Linked DNA regions of Rattus norvegicus: region 1 is linked to region 2. The links are chromatin contacts, called in public HiChIP or PLAC-seq maps. All regions are on one chromosome and are shown on one strand. Each heading gives the region's core, a stretch centred on a gene start, on an enhancer-like site or on the middle of the called end of the contact. The rest is flanking DNA. Distances are from core to core; before and after follow the strand shown. Region 1 holds the start of Ttc19 (tetratricopeptide repeat domain 19). Region 2 holds the start of Akap10 (A-kinase anchoring protein 10).

The links. HiChIP or PLAC-seq counts read pairs in DNA pulled down with a chosen protein or histone mark.
Region 1: an H3K27ac HiChIP or PLAC-seq map of oligodendrocytes shows a contact between it and region 2, with 18 times the contacts expected there. The contact joins the promoter of Ttc19 here to the promoter of Akap10 in region 2. A contact is called at or near these places in 1 of 12 Hi-C or Micro-C datasets (psoas muscle) and 1 of 1 datasets of contacts at active chromatin or transcription factors (oligodendrocytes).

What each region holds. Positions count from the first base shown.
Region 1 is chr10:47,465,346-47,472,556 of GRCr8, forward strand. It overlaps Ttc19 (tetratricopeptide repeat domain 19), which reads left to right and starts at 3,698. Exons shown (of 10, transcript NM_001415772.1): 1 at 3,698-3,918; 2 at 4,016-4,119; 3 at 5,808-5,918; 4 at 6,347-6,385; 5 at 7,033-7,089. The coding sequence starts at 3,738. Zswim7 (zinc finger, SWIM-type containing 7) reads right to left here and starts at 3,589. Exons shown (of 5, transcript NM_001163492.1): 1 at 3,499-3,589; 2 at 394-415. The coding sequence starts at 3,574.
Region 2 is chr10:47,105,976-47,112,909 of GRCr8, forward strand. Akap10 (A-kinase anchoring protein 10) reads right to left here and starts at 2,178. Exons shown (of 15, transcript NM_001114606.2): 1 at 1,942-2,178. The coding sequence starts at 2,029.

The DNA of each region.
Region 1 (7,211 bases), core at 2,448-4,947, 360 kb after region 2:
GAGGGATATTAGGCTTTTGTGTAGCTGAGGATGACCTTGAACTCCTAGACCTCATGCTTCTACCTTCCAAGTGCTGTAATTAAAAGTGTGCCCCTGACCCCCCCCCATTTTAAACTTTTAAAAAAGTGTGTGTATATAGATGTTCGCTACATGCAGGTCTGTGCACCAAGTGTTTGCAGGGCCCACAGATGCCAGAAGCTGTACCCGATCCTCCAGAGCTGAGGTATAGGTGGTAATGAGCCTTTTGAATGGGACTCTGTTCCTCTGGAGTAGGAGCGAGTCTTATCTCCAGCCCTCTTCTACTTTTACAAACCAAGGAATAAACTGAAAGGATCTGGCTCTTAAAAGTGTATAGCTTTTTTTGTTATAGATCAAACAAGAAACCATACTTACGATAAGAGAAGCTCGTCGGGAACTGTAAGGAGGGAACAGGAGGGTTAATCATGTTAGAGCAGTGAATGCAAACATGAAGATCTTATAACAACTATTCCAAATCACCATGTAAGATGTACACAGAACCTACATATCCAAGTGTGCTTCTTTCCCAACTGAAACAGCAGTAAGAGGAGTATTTACTTACTTAAAGAACTGTTAGTTCCCAAGGATGAAGAGGCAGGGGAAACAACAGCTAAACTACACTGGATCAAACACAAAAGTGGAATGTAACTTTCCAGACGGACCACATAGAAAATCTGAAAGACACAGTTAAAGGAAGTTCCCAAGAAGCTGAGGCAGGGACAGAAAGGTTAAATATAGGAGACAAATCACTTAGGGACAACAAAGGACATTCTATAGCCAAATGACGGGAATACTAGGAAGAAAAACCAAACGTCTATGAAGTAAGTTAATAGAGCCACATGGTAGAGTGGAAAACTAAACCAGGGGCTGGGGAGATGATGCACCTGCTAGGTGGCCGCTCTCGGTCAGCTGGAGTTTCGTTTCTAGCACCCATACTGGGTAGCTCTTCACTTCTGTACTGCAAGCTCCACAGGGCCTCTTCTGGCCTCTGGGGCTCCCTCACACGTGGACACATGCAGACATACATCCATCCAGGAGTAAAAATGAAACTCGAACAAAATCTTATCAGAAGCTTGAGAATCATGGTCATAAAGAAGATATAACTGGCTCTCCATACACGTGGGACCAACATCTTTGGACTCAACTAAGAGGAGATAAGAACTGAGGGGCGGGGCCACGGCTCAGCAGTTCATTCCCCCTGCCCGCAACTCCCAACAGCTGGCTCACTTTCCAGTCCAAGGGGATCTGGTGCCATCTTCTGGCCTAGGAGGGCACTGCACCCACATGGTACACTGATACACATGCAGGCAAAACACCCATGGAATGTTTAAAAAGAAATGGAAAGGCAGGTACGTGCCTGTAACTGTGACACTCGGAAGCCTAAGGCACGAGCACAGGGAGCTCAAGGCCAGCCTGGACTATGAAAAGGCCGAACAAAACCAAACTGAAACCAGTACTACCAGCCCTGGAAAATTCTGAGTCTCTACTAAACATGCCATTCTTCTCTCATTTTCCCTAAGCAACCCAGGACGTCTTCTACCTACCTAGCATGTTAGAGTACAAAGGAAGGTGAGTCTGGATCACGTGCCATCCTGCCAAAGGAACTTGTACGTTGGCAATATGGACAACCATGGATACTTAGGGACAATTCAAATACCCAGAGGGGAAAAAAAGCCACAGACAAAATTCAGCACCAGAGTTAGATGCAAAATGCTAGATGATTATGGAACAATGTTTTCAGATGTCTGAAGAAATGTTCTTCCCAACATGAGACAATACCTTTTAACTGTGAGAGTAGAAAAACCTTTTTCAGACATTCAAAGCCTCAAAAGTACAGTTCATGCCTTCGTCAGGAACCTACTCAAGTACGTACTGCATAAACTAAGACAGGTAACAATACACAAGTGGATAAACAAGAGGAAAGTAAATTGTAGGAAATGCTAAACTCAAGACCCAAAATGGGAAAAGAGAATTCCCAAGCCTTTAACACTGAAGGAAGATAGCAGTAGCCCGACCGGACACCAGCGAGTCCATACTAGGCAAGTCGGCAGGCTCTAGGCAGATTTCTTTACGAAAATGTAACTGATAAAATGTCTTTTTTTACCTTAACATTTTGAGTGGAGGCCCATGATAGTGGTGAAAAAATTTGAAGTTCAAGTAAAAATACATATGTAGAAAACTAAGTAAGCCAAGATGGTTATAATTCAGGGAAACCAAGTAACCCAGGAAAGGAAATCAAAGCTTCCTACATAGCTCAGTACCAACTAGTTTAAACCATATATGTGCAACCTGTACTTATATTCTGCAAGGTTACCAAGGAAGATCAGGGATTAGGAAGGAGTACTCAGAACCAATATTGAAAAGTGTCCTACTAAAAAGTAAACACAAGAGTCTGTTTCTGAGCTCGGGGTCCCCTTCAGTTGTTGGCATATGTATTAACCCACCAACAGCCCCGTTCTAGCAAGTGTTCTGTAAACATCTCAGAACATCTGCGGTCAAATTCTGCATGCAAGAGCTCACAACAGACTGACAACCCACAACTTTTAGAAATCAAAACATGTTTGAATACCTGGTTGGCTGAATCTTTTACACATACGTAAAAGGCCAAATTGAGACCATTCGTTTGCTTATTTTTCTTGTTCTGTTAAAGCGGTAACGCCAACCCTTTCACAGAGCACAATGAATGGGCAGTAGCAGTCTTGAGCTCTAATTTGACTATCATTTAGAGAGGCTATTTTTGGAAGAGTACTTCTAACTAGTCTACACTCCAAAAGCCTTCTCCCCTCATCCCCGTCTCCCTTTTTCAGATAGTCTCCAGTAGCCCAGTCTGGCCTAGTATTTCGTAGCTGAGGGTTGACCTTGAACTTTCCCTTCTTTTGTCTCCACTTTCCAAGTGCGGAGATTACAGCCATGTGCTCAGTCTTAGGCGGCGGCGGGGAATCCACGGTAGCTCTATACATGCTAGACAAGCCCTCTATTAGCTGAGCTACGCAGTAGATCCTCATTACTAGTTTCCCCCATTGGTAGCTCCTCCTACTCTGGCTGGTAAGCAAAGATCATCCTTGTTTAGTCATTTTGTTGGAGACAGGCATAGGGCGACCTCTACAGGTAGAGGAAAGAAGTACTTTTCAACTTGCAGATTTCTTTAAAGGTTTTGCATCCCTAGAATGTTTTTAGTAAAATATGTTTACTAAACAAAGTAAACAAGAGTGTTTTTTTTAAGCTTTGCATCACGGATTGTGGATAATGATTCCGAGTAACTCAAAATTGTCTAGGCATCTGCCATTCCGCATCCCTGCCCTCGCCCACTCCTTGGGTATACCCAGTGGCTCTCTTCAAGTACCCGGGGTTCCCGCACACCGGCTCGCACTCAGGGATCTGACGTCTAGTCATTCAAAGTCCTCTAGTTTAGCGATTTAACGAGCACAGGCTTCAGGGACAGAGCTATACAGGATAAGAATAAAAGTTCGCGGGCCATACTTCTCGCGCTGTCCCGCACAGCGGCGGCTATCTCGCTCAGGAGCTCCTCCACGACCTCCGGGAGCGTGACCGCCATAGCACGCCGCACGACTTCTCTTCCCGTGGGCTGCGAACTCTTTGCGCGCGGCAGGCCGAAGGCGGGGCGAGGCGGCGTGACGTCATCACGCGTCATCGCGCATGCGGACAGGCGGGGCGTCCCGGGCCAGCCGCGGCTAGTGGAGCTGTGAGGACGCGTCGGCATGTTCCGGCTGCTTCGCTGGCGTCTGGGTCGAACCCTGCTGCGGGCCGCGGGCCGGCGGTGCGGGGGCTGTACTGCGCGCCTACTGCCGGAGCGGGCCGGTGACGCGGGTCCGGGCGCGGAGCGGCTGCGGACCCGAGGCGCGCCGGCGCGGGGGCACCGAGTGCTGCCGCTGTTGGCAGGTGAGCGGAGCGCTCCGGGCGGGGCCGGCCCGGCGGGGGCGGGGGCGGGGGCGCGGGCACGGGCCGGTCCCGGTGACCTCTGAGCCGCTTCTCGCAGCGCTCGCCTGGTTCTCGCGAACCGCGGCGGCAGAGGAGCAGCCGGGAGAGGACGCGACAGACGAGGCGGAGGCAGAGATCATCCAGCTGCTGAAGCGAGCCAAGGTGAGAGGATCGATCGGGCGTGCGCGCTCTCCGCTCCGCTTCCCGAGGCCTGGATGTATTGGCCCGGGGTGGAAAGTTGGGATGCATCCAGACTGGTCCAGGGCGAATCCTGCAGCAAAACCGCTGCAGTTGTGAGTGCAGGTGGAGACGGCACCCTCACAGTTTCCTTATTTATTTTGTCCAAATGTATTGATTGAGGATGTTTTGCGGGGGTGGCTTTAATCAGTTAACATCCAAGCCGAAATAACATTTTGTGCATAGAATATGTATGACGTCCCGAAAATGCAATTTAGTATCATTTATGCCTCTTGGTTCACGTCTAAATCTGTTTCTCCACATCCTTTTATTCCCTCCAGGTTTATTTAATTTCTTCCAACGGGTTCGATATCGACTTAATGCCAACAACGTCCAAATTTGTGTTCACAGACTGCAGTGTGTCACTGACATGCTGTCTCTATTGCAAGGCTCTAGTTATGTCTCAGATTTAGCGTGCCCTCCTCTAAGCACTTTTTCTTAAATTCCTTCCCCAAAATGTGTCTTTAACAGTCTTCTTTTTACCCCCTAAAAAATTAAGCCTAAAAAAAAAACCATAGTGGTTCCTCAGGCAGATCTCTGTGTGTTTGAGGCCAGCTTGGTTTACAAAGCAAGTCCAGGACAGTTAAGACTCTGTTACACAGAGAAACCCTGCCTCAAAAGAAAAAAAAAGGGAAAATATAATGGTTCTTAAATGTGTTGTTGATAATTCCCAGTTACACAGTAATGAACACAATTGCTGTCAAATCCAGAACACTTCTCAAATCACCCCCACCACCACCCTTCCCCTCTATTTTCCTAGATTTTCTCACACAGGTCCTGTTCTCTTGCCCCAACTGCCGTCCATGCAGCAAACTGAGTGATGGTTTGAAAATGTAAATCAGTGTAGTGCCTTCTTGTGTGACAGCTGAGTGACTTCTCCTTGTATCTGAGAAAACACAAAGCTCTGTCAGGGGCTGCAGGACTGGAAGTGATCAAAGCCAGCTGTCTCATCCTCCTGTGGCAGTAGCTGGGATTCAGCGCACGCCCTCTCTCCACCCTCCTTGCCTGTCTCCTGAAGAACCATTCTTTTCAGCCTATGGGGCTTTACCCGTGACTCTTGGGGTCATTCTTCCGTCCACTTTGTTACATGGTTAACTCCTCAGTCATCTTACCTCCTTTTACTCTCATTTTCTTGAACATGGTTTCCTTTGTCATTCCTCTGTGTTGTTTTTCTTCCTCTTTTCATGAGTTTTGATTACACCTACTTGTCCTACCTGATTCCCTGTAATCCTCAGGAAGAGAAGAAGTAGATGGAAGGCAAACAGCTTTCATGTAAGCACGGTGCCAGGCGTGGTGGCACTAGCCTTTAATTGCCACACGCAGGAGGCAGAGGCAGGTGGATCTCTGTGGGTCAGGAGTCTCTGGAGGAAAAAGAAAGTAAAGATGGCTCGCATTCCTTCTGTCTGATCCGTTAGTTAAAACCTTGTTTTGTGAGCACACCTAGATGGCAAGGGAAACTAGTCTCCCTGTCATCTCAGTGGACGAGGTATCTGGACGTAGTCGAGATTCAATGAATGAATGATTTCCTCACACATTTTGTGATGTGTCTACTCTGTAGAGTGCACCTTTTTCTTTACCTTTCATTTACTGTTCCCTCTGTCCTCTCTCTCTAGTTGAGCATCATGAAAGATGAGCCAGAAGCAGCCGAGCTGATTTTGCATGACGCTCTTCGCCTTGCGTATGAGAGTGACAACAAGAAGGCCATCACGTACACTTATGACTTGGTAACTCCTCTAACCAGTCTGAGCTGTTGAGAAGGGTGGGTGCTGAGAAAGGGATCTAGCAGCTTTATCTGCCTGGCTTTCATGATGTCCCGAAGGTATTTGTTTCTGAGTTTCTCTTGGTTTAATTTTTGTACCCTCTGTAGGGTCACTTAGAATTTCAAACCATAAAGAAGCGAGCATCTCCGTACTTTTCAGTGATGATCTGGGTTTCTAGTTTGCTTTTAACAGAATATATAAAATAAACCGTGTGCCTCTTTCACTATTGCCGTGCTCTGCTGCGTCTAGCAGATTAACGGGTGACGTTTTCTCTGTTTTGAATTTTTTTTTTTTAAAGATTGTGAAAACGGGAGAATCTTCCACTTAAAAGTTTTAAAAATCTGTGTAAACCAGCACTCTGAACTGAACAGCCATTTATAATTTGCTTTCAGATGGCCAACTTGGCTTTTATACGAGGGCAGCTTGAAAACGTAAGTCAATCACTTTGTAATGTCTTGATTGGTGATGCCTCAAGGGAACTAAATGTGAGGGTATGTTACTCCCTCTAAAAGGTCCCCAAGATACAGTGGCTGAAGGCACAGGTGTGTTTCTTCTTAATCGATCAGCCCACACGTATACCAAAGACTAGAGCAGATCAGGCTTCTCTTCATATTAAGATACGTCTCCGTCTGCGTGAGTGAGCTGACTCACCTCCAGCCCACAGGAGAGATCGGAGTGCAGGAGACAACCTTATAAAATGTCTTAAAGGGTTCTGATGTTCTCTCTGCCTCTTACTGTTAGCCAGAATTTAAGTTCATGCTATGATTGTAGCTCGCTAAGGAAGGTTGATTCAAAAATTGAGGGTATTTAAACAACTTAGTTGAGGGGGTATATATTAGGAACAGTTTGCACTCTGCCCCGTTGGTTCTGTTGAAGTTAGTTTTCACTCACCATAGGGTACTTTAAGATGTACAGAGGATGTGAGGTCCTCAGCTTTTGGTCCCTTTATAAAAATATCAGTGCTCCTCAATGGATACATGCATGCGTGTTTGCATGTGTATGTGCACACTCATATTAAATTGGTACCTAAATTAAGAGTCATGTGTAGATGGTTTAAAGAGAACCTTTATGCTTTTAGGCAGAACAACTTTTTAAAGCTACAATGAGCTACCTGCTTGGAGGAGGCATGAAGCAGGTAAGGACGTCAGCTGGTACTGCCCCTCGTCAAAGCAGGTTATAATGAAAAACTCCCTGTCATAGAGTTTCTGTTGCTGTAATAAGACACCAAGGGTAACTTGTGGAAGGAAGGGTTTATTT
Region 2 (6,934 bases), core at 928-3,427:
AAATCAGAGGAAGAACACGAGGCTCCCTGACCTCATCAGTGAATGCTAAGGTCAGGACTACAAAGTCAGACTGTCTCAATTCCCCCAAAAAGGTTGTTTCTAGCTTTTCTTGCCATATTCAGTCTCCAAAACTCATCTGGAATAATCTTTTTTCCCTTAAGTACATTTATTTATTTTGTAGGCGTGGACTACCACACAACACATATGTGGAGGTCAGAGGACAACTTAATGGGAGTTTACTGTTTTCCTCCAAGCATTGTGCTGTGGGTCCTGAGGTTCTAACTCAGATGGTTAGGCTCCACAGCAAGGGTCTTTACTTGCTGAGCTGTCTGGCTCCAGAATGAGCTTGCTAAGCAAATAATCAGATCACTCTTTTACTGTAAGGTCACCTCTCTGATAATATATTCTCTCTGATCTGGGATAAAACTACCGATAATGTGGTGCTTGCCCACCTGCCTCTCTATGCCTCAGTCACAGCGGCTAAGCTGCCTTTCCTAAAGGCCACTAGCTCTTTATTCCTGGTGCCTCCAGCGTCTTTCCTGACCTCTCTAAAGTTACATCCTACTACTGACCCACCAGCTTTACGTTTCAAGGTTACATACTGATCCTTCCTCTCACATCCAACCACAATAGATTTTTCTTCATAAATTACTTTCATCGTTCAGTTTGTAAGTATATACACACAGTTTCTTGGCCTATTTACTGTCTGCCTACAGCATCAATGAACTTCATAGGTACAGAGACTATGCCCATATGACTGTTCCATGACACCCTAAGACAGTGTCTGGCAGACAGGACACTTGACAGTGTGTGTGAAATAAACAGACAAACTGTCTGTTGTGCAACTTGAAATTAGTCCCATACTTAGAATTACCCCCCCCCTTAAAATATAAGCACCCCGACACTGTCAAACTAGGTGCAGTTTATAACTCCAGAGATATTAAGATACGTTGCTGATAAAGCTTCCTACCATTTACCAGTTTCATTCATTCATCACCTAGCATCGACAGACAAGGCAGCTTCAGTCCTATGAGCAATCACCTGATTCGCAGCTGGGAAAAAAGTGGGTTAACTGGCTGCTTCAGGTTACAGAGTTTATGAAAAAGCTACCATGTGAATACAAGTCTGATTTAGTGTTACGTTTTTTAAAAAAGTCTGATATATCTTCTCTGAAGCAGCAAGAATGAACAGAAACAACCATCTCCATCTAAAGAAATTTGATTGATCAATTTGTGTATGCATGTTTAATAAAATACAACCACCCTCTCCAGGATCAAAATCACCTTGCCTCTAAGCAAGCTTTTACAACTGAACATCTGAAATCTAAGTAGTTCGTTTATAAAAGCAGCAACGGTTCCAATAATTAGTAAACTTGCTAAATCATCAAAAGCAGTAGTCTTCCGAATACGGAACTTCAATAGTAAGAAATTTTATTTTAGGAATAACAGTGGGCCCCCTTCCGCTCACCACCTCCGCCCCCCAAAAGAGGAAACTAGAAAATAGTGCTAGTTGAAGAAATTAACAGTTTCGCGTGGTTTTAGGTATAAGCCCCCCAATGTTCGGAAAAGTCAAGACTTCCTATAAGTAAAGGGATTTCCTTGATCTTGATCCACAGTGCGCGCGTGCACACAGACAACACACACATCTAAGCCTCTGGAAACCAAACACACCAGAAAAACCTTTCTTTAGCAAACAGGTGTTAATTTCTACGGGTTTAAGCAAGCACTTTCGGCCCGAAGCAACAATGCCCCTCCACCTCGTCTGAGGAGGCCACCTTCTCCCCTGCGGAGTCCCGGGCAGCACACCGCACCGCGGGTGTCGGCGCGGAGGCCGAGCGGCTCACCGAGAGCCTTGCGGCCGCCCCGACGAAACCCTTGCAGGTTTGCCGCCCCACCACTGCCCGAGGCCCGGCTCGCCCCCCGCCGGCGACCCCTCAGCTACCTTTCCGCCGGAAGAAGGACATGGCGGGGCCCGGGTCGGGGCGGAGGGCGCGGGGGGAGTGTCGCGGGGAGGGCCCGGCTCCCCTCATTCAGCAGCTGGCCGGGACTTCCGGGTCCGCAGGAGCCGCTGCACTAGTCCGAAAACACCCCCTTCTTCCGGGTGTGGGCGCTGCCGCCTCCTCGGGATGCCCGGGCAGCTGCTGCCGCCATGTTATCAACAAGCCACCCGCTTAGAGTTCCGGTCCGTCCGCGCGCGGGGCTTCACGGGAGGCCCCGGCCCCGCCCCCTCCTGCGCACCTCCTCCCGCGGGGCTGGGGCGCGCGCCCGCCCAGCCCACGTGACCCGGCGTCCTCGCGTCGGTGAACCAACTCTTCCTGCTGAAGTCTCCCGGTGATCGTGTATCTACTGAGCCTCCTCTTCGAAAAGCCTGGGCCAGCACTGCCACGCAGCCTTTTCGCGGAATTTTGCTAAATGCCGCAGGCTGATTGGCAGCATTACCCTGCCTGGTCCCCGGGGGATGCAGGCGAGCCAGCAGGACGAGGAATCGAGGGCAGTAATCTGCTCTTTTGTATCTGCTGAAGCTTCGTCCCTCAAAGTGACCTCAGGAAGGAAGGAGAAAAAGAGTAGTAGGTTCATTTTCAGATGAGATCCCTGCAGATGCTCAAAACAGAAAGAGCCAGCAACCTGAGCCTCGACAGGGGATTTTTTTTTTCCCGTTCTTATTCGAATGCCATCTTTCTATAAATCTGGCTTCCTTAAAGCTTACCCACCTTTAGTGCCCTGGATGGATGGTCACTATAGCTGCAACTCCTGCCAAAAGCGAACCAGGAACTCATGACGCACACAGTTGCTGTTTTTTTATGTTGGATCAATGAAATCTACATGAGACAGAAGGAGAAACAAGTCCAGAAGAGGCAACTCGCCTGATTATTCGATGTGTTAAAACAGGAGCTAAATAAAGCCTGATGTCTTAACCGTATTATAAGAGCAGGTTAATAAATTTGCTAGTTTTGTTTCTGGGCCTGTTTGCTAAAGCATGGAAAACCACCATAGCTAAATTTCTTTAAAACATCGTGCACAGATGTCATACTAAACCCTCCAGGTTAGTAACAGTACTTAAACTTGCTCTTGGTATGGAGGAAACTAGGCACATTCGGTTTGCTGAAGTGAAGCCCAGGTTTCCAGGTCAGGCACCCTGAGCTGGAGTAGAAAGGGAGAGCAGTGCTGTGGTTGTCCCATGTGAGGTAATGGTGGAGAGAGTCATTGGTGCAGAGACCGAGGTGCACTTGGAGGTACACTTTGGGCGTACCCTCCAACCTATTCACACCCACTGCCCACCCCTGGACACCTTTTCCTGTCTAATAATATTAAGACAAACTAGGCGAGATATCCTGGTGGTGAATGCCTTTAATGCACTTAGAAGGCAGAAAGAAGCAAGTGAGTTCCAGGCCAGCTTGATTTACTTAGGGAATTTTAGACCATGGTGAGACCTTGTCTCAAAAAGATTAAAAACAAAACAAGGCGCTGAAGGAATGGCTTAGCAATTAGGAGCACAGACAACACTTGCAAAGGGACCACAGTTAGATCATCTACTCTGTTCTTAGGGAGAATGGGTGGTGTTTATATGATTCCTTTCCCTTTCTCTTCTGGAGCTCCAATCTTGACAGAGACTGTTTTGTATTTGTTAACTAGTGAGCGGGCCAGGAGGAACACCAGACCGATGCGTGAGCAAAATCCCTCAAGTGAGCGGAATGCCAGTGGGGTTGAAGGGAGGGCTCTGGCTCCACTGGGATTTCTTGAATCCTTACTCATTCTCTCAGACTAAGCATAGATCGGTGTTGAGGAAGTGTTTCAACTCAATTTCCAATGCGGTTGATTCTTTGAGTCCCTCCTACTAGAAATTCTGGAGTCACTTTTATTCTCTGTAAGAAATAGATTGTTACAGTCCATTTACAGATAAGCAGGAGGCAATAGGCCCCCAGCTATGCCCCAAACTGGTGCTGGCTTGTCACAGAACTCCAGAAAAGTTACAGGTAGTCTGCTGCCTTACTGCTCATGGCCAGAAATGGGGGAGGAGTGCTGTCTCAAGCCCCAAACCATTCATTAGATAAGGTTTTGTGTCCTAAACCAATAACATAGGAAATTAGGAAAGGGGGCAAGTCCCAGCCAAGGGAGACAAGGATAGGGATTTAGAGGGAACTTAAAACCTCTCCAGATTGGGGGGGGGGGTGTTAAAAATCACTGCCTTGTACCAAAGCATTGCACCAGCAATTTTTGCCTTTTCTTTTTGCTAGCATCCCTTTCTGCAGAAGTGTATATTTAAAAAAAAAAAAAAACTGCTTCATTTTGTTAGTTCCTTGAATAAGTCATATTATTTCCACTATCTCTCAGATAGCTAGACATAGCAGTAAATGATGATTATAATCATCATTTACTAAGAACTTCTGATGTGCTTCCAGTGCTCCTAGCACTTGACAATTAAGACTTCACCTAAATCCTTCACACACACACACACACACACCTCACCACCACCCCACAAGTGACCCTGCCATCCTTATGGCTTGTTTATAGAGGGTGGTCTGGATTTCTTTGTAATCACCTAAGATCTCAATGGTAATAAGAGATAGAGAAAGGAAGTGAGTGAGGAAGGAGGATTGTTGGTAAAGCCGTGACTCCCATCTCAGGAAGTCTTGCTGTAGTTACAACTACCCCAGACGACTTGCACTTGCTTTGTAAGACTCCACTCTGCAGAAGATATGCTTAGAACTGTAGAACTCAAAAGCAGTAGATGAGGATACCTGTTGCCCTGTTCTGTTTGGCCTCTGCACACACACACAGACATACAGGTTCATTTATTTGTAGGTGACCAAACGAATCGACTAAAAATAAAGTTAAAACTCAAAGGTTGGATAAGTCCCAAGGTATTTCTGCCAACACTTGCTCTGTTGTGTCACATGACAATTATGCACTTTTGCTTCTGAACACACAAGACATGATGCACTTAGGAATCCAGGCACTCTCCCAGCATAGAACACCAATAAATGGTGCCTGAAACCCCTTAGATCGGAGTTAAGAATACTGTATATTATGAATCACACTGTTTTTTATTGTACTTATCACGTTTTCTGATGCTCTAGAAACAGAACATTTCCACTGTGGAAAACAAAACATTAAATATTCCCTACCACCATGCCACAGCATGGAAACATCAGATTAGTTCATCTTTTTTTTTGGATTATATTGCATTAGAACATTTGATCTTCAGATTTGCTATTTGGTTTTCTAGCTTGACTTCCATAACAAGTCATTAAACTATGCTTGGGATAAGGCCAGGGAGATTCCCAAGAACTCTTTTGTACTATGCATTTAGGCAAAGCAGCAATGTCAATTACAAAATCAAAATATCGTTCAATTCTCACAGACACTGATGATGCTTTTTGTCTTACAGTATTAAACATTTAGCCAAGATTTAATCCTTTGTGTAAAAATAAGCAAGCATACCTATCTCATTTGCGTGCCAATTTGCTTTCATTTTAAATAAATGGTAAAATTCTCCTTCTGTCAAATAATTGATTTCTCTATGGTTCGTTATCAATAAATGTTTTATATGGTTATTTTATATGCCTACATATTTAGGATTATGTAAACATTTCCTGGGCAAAAAACATTTGTTGATTAATTTTGATTGTCCATTTGATTGGACTAGGCAATGCCCAGGGGATTAGTAAAGCACACCTCCTGGCATGTCCATAAGAGTGCTTCCAGAGGCACAGTGTGACAGCTTTAACTTAACAGGTTAATTTCTTGATGGGCTTAGCATTTCGTGGATTTCTTTTAGAGGTAGCAAAAGGGAGGAGGTAGGGTATTAGAGGAAGCAGGCCCCTGAGGAACTGTGGGCTGTATCTGGCCTGGCTTCCTACATGCTCATGTTTGCTCCCTGCTTGTCATTGAGGAAGCTCTCCCACACACCTTGATGTTCTTTCTTTGCAAGGACTTGAGGCAAAGAGAACATGAAAACACAGCTACAACCCTCCTCCCTTGAGTTGAGGGTTAATGCTTTGGTTACAATGACACCAAAGTGTTGGGAGCGATGCCCTTGAAGCCCTCCATTGTTGATGTTAGAATTAAGTATGACTAGGTTCATGGAAAATCCCCAGCCAGCTGCAGAAGACTAATACAAATCTGGTGGTCAAGAAAAATAATAATATGATAAAGCTAAAACCAACATCCTGCTGACTAATAAATATGACAAACCTGTGACCTTTCTGACAACCTGTCCACATCGGCCTATTCCCTGACCACATGAATACTGTGTCCTTGGCCTGTGTAAATGTTTCATACTTCCCCGATCCCTCTGTTACCCATGTTATGGTATAAATTCAACCTTGGGGAAAAATAAAATTGTCGCCTTGATCAGACTCTCGTCTTGGCATCCTTCTTCGTGACTCTTGTCCCCAATTCTCTTCCAGGGACCCCCGGACCCGTCGTTTACACCAAAGTGACTACATATCTGATAGCATGCATATTCATGTCCACATACTTCGAATACTTGACATCGTTCAATGAATCTAATTAATATGATCCCAATACAAAGCTCAACCCAATGTTCTTTAAAAATGTCTAACCAAGGCTCCTTCAGACCTGCATTCCGAAGTTCTATATGGTAGCTTGTGGGGGTCCAGGAATCACCCCACAAACCACATGAATACTGATTACAGTTAAACGGGGATGATTTCTTGAACACAACACCCCAAGACTGATCAACCAGGCAATAGCTCAAAGCTGTGCACTGGACATTTCTCAGGGCCAGCTTATGAAGGCTTACACTGCAAAAACTACGATGGGCTCATTTGCAGGTGCTGGAAGGGCTGCCCGGTGGTCAGCCCTGATTCAAGCCATTTAGACCTGATAGTTCATATTGACCTTTAATTTGACGGGTCTTAGGGGTTGGGGATTTAGCTCAGTGGTAGAGCGCTTGCCTAGCAAGCACAAGG